2 separate regions of the Mus musculus genome follow, and region 1 is linked to region 2. Evidence: chromatin contacts called from public Hi-C data. All regions are on one chromosome and are shown on one strand. Each heading gives the region's core, a stretch centred on a gene start, on an enhancer-like site or on the middle of the called end of the contact. The rest is flanking DNA. Distances are from core to core; before and after follow the strand shown. Region 1 has its middle 200 kb from the start of Tacr3. Region 2 has its middle 63 kb from the start of Mir1895.

Region 1 (2,944 bases), core at 269-2,768, 330 kb after region 2:
CTTCTGTAGTCATTAGACAAAATATACTGCGATGGAAATTTTTTGTGTCAGCATCCATCTCTGGTAAGTGTCTCTGGTCATGTGACTAAGCTCAATGAGAATCTCGAGACAGAGTAAAAACCAAAACACAAAATGCCACAGGAATGATCTCTCTCTCTCTCTCTCTCTCTCTCTCTCTCTCTCTCTCTCTGTGTCTCTCATGCTTCCTTATTTTTTTTCCTTTCTTCTTTTTCTGTTTCATTCAGTTTCTTGACTTATTCCTAATTGATTGCATTGTGTACTAAGGAGATACTGTCTCTCTGTTATCATACTGTGTATGATATTATCCTTGATCTTAAACTAACCAACTTGGAGGAATAAAGGGGGAAAAGAAAAGAAACATGTTAATTTGTCTTTTCTCAAACATGGAATACTCTGACTGTTACACAAATAGTAATTTTCTTTGTTATATGTTAAAAGTGTTAACAATTAGCCAGAGAATGGGAAGAAATGATCTGTGGGGAACTCTTAAGGGAGTGCGAATTCCAAAATTAATTTTAAACATCTATAATGAGGACAAGAATAGAGGAGAGACAAAATGAAAGGAAAGAGAAGGAGAGAAGAAATGAAGGAGGAGGAAGGAAAAAAAGCTAAAAGGAACAACTGATGCTTCCCGTTCACATCCGGGATGTCTGTCGGCCAGCTCAGGATGTCTGTCGGCCAGCTCAGGATGATTCCCTAGTCCAGAGCACCAGGTATGACCAATCCCATGTTTAAATAGGCCTGCTCCAATCCAGGTCTCTGCTAAAGGAAAGAATAAAACACTAGGAGAGAAATGGATCCTGTGGCTGACAAAACCACAAATATGCCACACAATTTCTATGAGCTATTAAATATGTAAAATTAAAGGAGGGGAGAGAGGTGGTGTTATCAAATCCATTGTATACACAAAAGTGAAAATTTCAAGAAATATATTTTAAAAATTCTTCTAAAAGGCTTTCAATACAAGATGGACAAGATCCCCCCCCCCGTGTGTGTTTGTGTGTGTGTGTGTGTGTGTGTACTTTTTACTGTTTTATATTTTTGTTTTTTAAGAAAGGAAAAAGAACATAAAGTTGGATGATGGTGGGGAATCTGGGAAGAGTTGGGGGATGGGAAAAATATGATCAATATATATTACATTCTGATTTTTAAGAGATAAAATGAATTCTAATTCCGTATTCAACAAAAAAAAAAAATCTTCAGAAAGTGACCATTTTAAAATAACATTTTACCATTGAGAAGAAGACATTGAAGAAATGATGTATGTTTCGAAATATTTTGAATTTAAAGACCTTTCACATTACCTAGCTAGGAGGACAGACAAACCGTGATTTTTTTTTTAAACAAATATCCACATATCATTCCCGTCTTCCAGACCTGGAAATGGATTTTATAGCTTGAGAGCATGACAGAAACATCTTCTGCTGGATTTAAAGGCTGGCTTCATGGTCGCATGAAAGAAGATTAGGGTGGGTGTGGGGAGAAGCAGGGCTGGACTTCCGTTCAAACGCCTCAACTATAAAAGATGAGTCATTGCTGCGGGTTAGTCAAGCTGACCCTTAGTGTGAAGGAATTGCAAAATGAAAAATAAATAACTCCACTGACTTAGAATATATGCCATTTCAGGGAGAGGGAGAGAGAGAGAGAGAGAGAGAGAGAGAGAGAGAGAGAGAGAGAGAGAGAGAGAGAGAGAGAGAGAGAGAGAGAGAGAGAAAGAACAACCCTTTGTGTTTGCTCTGCTAGGAAAAAAGAAAGAAACTGTGTATCTCTTAAGTGATGACTGATTATTTACCTATGAACGAGGCCATCCGTATCTTTATAGCTGTAGCTAAACACTATGTCCCTGTCATCAGTCTCAGCAAATGGAACAGCAGAAGCCCCCACAGAAGCAAGGGTGCAAATCCCTTTATCTGTCTTTGATTATATCTAAACGGGATGGTTAATGGGCCTTGTGCTGAAGCTTCTAGTAAATTGGCCATTTGCTTTCACGAACACATTCTGGAATAGCTTCCAGGAAAAGCAGGCAAATGAATTAATATTTACCTCTGTAGCCATGATTTCCCCCCATAGCTCCTCTTCTTCCCCTTGAGAATTATAGGAGAAAACGAAGAGCAACGAGTGCCACGGAGCCGCGATCTTCCAGTGCCACCTAGTGCTGCTTTTATTTCTGAACTGCGCTGGCAATTTTTATTAATGGCTGAGTAATTCCAGATGTTTTTGACTTACAAGACTGAAAGCTACTCAATCTTTATTCCACATGGAATGCTTCTCAGTAATAATTTCTGCAAATAAGAAAATGAAGGAAACAACACCCGGGCATCATGGAAGTTTGAAAGGGAACCCAGGCAAGATATCTTTAACTTTGTTTTCTGAAAAGTTGCCTTTTACAATTCTGAGCTCTTCCCAGGGGAACACTTTCTCCCGCTGTCAGCATTCGGTGGTTGCTTGCAGTTCTTTGTCTCGGGTTGAGTCTCCTTGAGTGTAGGGTGATTCTTCCACACTGGGTGTCGATTCCTTCCACTTAGGGTGTGGATTTCTGTTGTCAGCGCTCAGGTCATGTTTGGGCAGACGAGGGAGGAAAATGACGTAATTACCATAATCCCAAGAATGTTTTAAAAAATCAAATCGCTACCAAAAACTCAAGAAAATAAAAGCCATTTCTTTGATCTAAAAAAATACAGTTTGATCTATGAAAATAGCTATCTTAGTTCTCTAATTTGACAGAGTCCACTAATATTTAATGATTTTACTACCCAACCATCAAATAGCACAGATGAGAAATGTGAAAAACTCTGGCTGGTTGGTTTTCTTCTCTATTAAAATGAGGTTTTTAACCCTGCAGCATGCTAACCTTTGTTGTAAGGACTTTCTTCTCCGTCCATCTGTGTAAGTTCTGCTGCGGCTGACACTTTGTTCATGGGAA
Region 2 (2,805 bases), core at 160-2,659:
GTTGGATGCATGTATGTGTGGATAATAGACTACCTCCACCTTCTCCATTCATACTGATACTGATACTTCTACTGTCCCATTATAATGAGAAAACTTGTTCACCAGCCAGTTCTGGGTTCCCGAATGCCTAGGCATTAAATTGGACTAGTAGTGGTTTAAAACAAAGAAGCAAACAACAGGAAGCAAGAGCCTGGTTCCATACTCCTGGTTCAGCTTAGACCCATTGCTCTTTGCACAGGGCCTTGACAATTAGCTGCGGAAAAGAAGATGCTCACTGGTTAAGGGCTAGGTAACCTGGAAGTGTAATGATCTGCTTTCTCATTCACTCTTCTCTCCAAACAGCTATTCATAGGGAAGTACAAAAAAATGACATAGCACAAGTGCATAGAGTGATGAAATTAGTTTATACAACTGTCTCTCAAATTCACCCGTGCACTAATTTTCATGTGAACAAATTATATAAAGAAGAAGTATACAGATATATTCTCATCTAATAAGGTGGAAATGCTTTTTCCTGTGTATTTCTCTTTCCCCCCTCTTCTTTTACATAAGATGACCAAACAACCATTTCTTAGTGTGAGAACTCTGAGCCTTCTAAATTTCATTTCTGATCTGATCACCCTTCCCCCCCCCCAAACACATCATTAGCCTTAAAATGCAAAATCTTTCTCTGAACTCTAAATAGAAGTTAAAAATAGCATTCCATTCCCCAAAGCTCTAAATCCCACCTTGTTTTTAATCAGCTTTCCAGAGTGACTGTGCAAGGTTACACAGACCCGACTGACTGATTTATGAATATAATTTTTGTTTTAATTGAAACAGCAACATTTAGGTTCCACCTTAACAGTGCACCTTAAAAGATTATCTCGGTTATTTCACAGGCACCGAGCCGGCACTAATAGTCCAAGGCAGATATTGAAAAGCAGCACAGGGCCAGGCAGATCTATTAGAAATTCCCATCCACGCGCCTCATACATATTGATTTCTGACACCAAGCAGCAGTGAAAGCCCCCGTGGGAATAATATATTTAGCAGGGTTCGCTGCGAGGAGGTCACAGAGTGCATACAGATTAGCTTCAGAGGACCAAGGCGCTAGTATTGGAGCCAAATGCTAGATTTTATATCATTTTAATCTGAACTTTTATAATCCTTTTAGTTCTTCTTTCTCTGCACGGCAGAGAGAAGGCTGCTTCACATGTATCGTGCATCTTTTCCTTTATTCTTCCTATAAATGTGCAAATGCTGCTGTAATGGGGAGGAATGTTCCTTCGGCACAGACAGCCCAGCCCCAGTCAGATTTGCTTTTATAAACGGTGGTCAATTCAGATGAAGACATCTTTATTTAAAGATTCCTTTCCAAGGGGGAGGGAGAATCACAAACCAGGATCTCTAGGGCTGAGGCGTGTAAGCATAGAACTCGCTCCCTGATTAAAAGACCGGTCGCTCCCCTCCCCCCTCTCTCTGACACTGGTGCCCTAATTGAGCAGAAGTTTCATTTATACTGTTACAGCTATGGAAACAAAAATCTAAACATTTTTTTAATTACCTTTCCACCGGCGAGGGAGCGCCTGCTTATTATGCAAAGAAGTGTTGTGACTCTATCAAATAAAGGTGTCAGATGAGAGTCAAACATGCAGTTTTGGAGACTGGAGAGAAGCCAGCTATGCCAGAGGAGAGGTGAGAGTGGACACACTTTGACAGAAGGGTGAAATACGTTCAGACAACAAAGGGGACAGGGAGACAGGGAGGTTTCGCACAACATACACAAAGGCCTATTGTCTCCAGAGGCTTAATTTGAATTTTAGGTGTTCTATAAAAAGTTCCCATGATTACTAATATTCAGAAAAAGAAGTAGCTATATTGGCCAAGAGTCTTTTGAATCCGTCTCATTTTTTTCTGGTATCCTAAGCAAGCATAAAAGCTGAGGACAGAAATAAAGGAGAGAGGAAGCACCAGGCTTCATGACTTAGCCTTGGTATAGGAGTAATCACAGCAAGCGAAAGGTACATTTGAGCTGTGCCTTATCAATAAAGGTTTACTTTAGCAAGAAGAAATAATTAAGGTATCCAATTAAGACTGGAATTTCCCTGTCAAAGTATCTAACTAAAACATGCCAAACACATTAATTTTTTTTTGGCCCATTTCCTACGGTATGTGTTTATTTACTTTTATTTTCCAACATGTTCAAGCTGATCACAAACTGAGAGAGAGAGAGAGAGAGAGAGAGAGAGAGAGAGAGAGAGAGAGAGAGAGATTGCATTCAAAGAAGGAGAGCAATGAGCAATACAACTTCAAAGTCAATTTTATACAAACTTGGAAAACTATGAAAGTCTGCTTTTGGCTAATGCCTTTGTCAGAAGTTTTTGCTTCCTGAAAGCCAGATGACTATCAGAGTGGGATCCTAAAATTAAAGTTACAACAAGCACTTACTCTTAGCAACTGGAAAGATAATCCGGAAAGAAGGACCAGGATGCTGGATAACCTATACACTTTTTACTCAGCCCACTCAATCATTCAGATTCAAACAAGTAGAGGCAGAGAATCCAGGGATTTAATGAGACATTTATCTGCAGAAATCTGAGGGAATCTGTACAAGCTGGGCATTCCTACCACCAAAAAGGAGAAGTATGTGTGCCTGTGTATGTGTGTGTGCATGAGTGTGTGTGTGTGTGTGTGTGTGTGTGTGTGTGTGTGTGTACACATGCTAATGGGAGAGTTTGACCAGTGGATGTATCAGCATTAAATCGCACATCTCATTTGACTGTTCCTTGTTTTCCCAAGTAGAAGTTGCCACTTCTATATTTG

Evidence for each region. Hi-C and Micro-C count contacts between places; a contact is called where the count stands out from the background.
Region 1: a Hi-C map of the N1E-115 cell line shows a contact between it and region 2, with 8 times the contacts expected there. The contact joins two enhancer-like sites. A contact is called at or near these places in 4 of 39 promoter capture datasets (the 3T3-L1 cell line, the HPC-7 cell line, HPC-7-derived erythroid cells and 1 more), 2 of 484 Hi-C or Micro-C datasets (the HPC-7 cell line and the N1E-115 cell line) and 2 of 115 datasets of contacts at active chromatin or transcription factors (astrocytes and embryonic midbrain).

The regions. Positions count from the first base shown.
Region 1 is chr3:134,627,838-134,630,781 of GRCm38.p6, forward strand. No RefSeq gene overlaps it. Among named protein-coding and RNA genes, the nearest start is that of Tacr3, 200 kb to the right of the region's middle. Within about 2 kb of position 1,519, at least 48 of the 459 cell types and tissues checked have an H3K27ac peak or open chromatin away from gene starts, as enhancers often do. A contact at or near this core is called in the N1E-115 cell line, where this site is marked.
Region 2 is chr3:134,301,907-134,304,711 of GRCm38.p6, forward strand. No RefSeq gene overlaps it. Among named protein-coding and RNA genes, the nearest start is that of Mir1895, 63 kb to the left of the region's middle. Within about 2 kb of position 1,410, at least 54 of the 459 cell types and tissues checked have an H3K27ac peak or open chromatin away from gene starts, as enhancers often do. A contact at or near this core is called in the N1E-115 cell line, where this site is marked.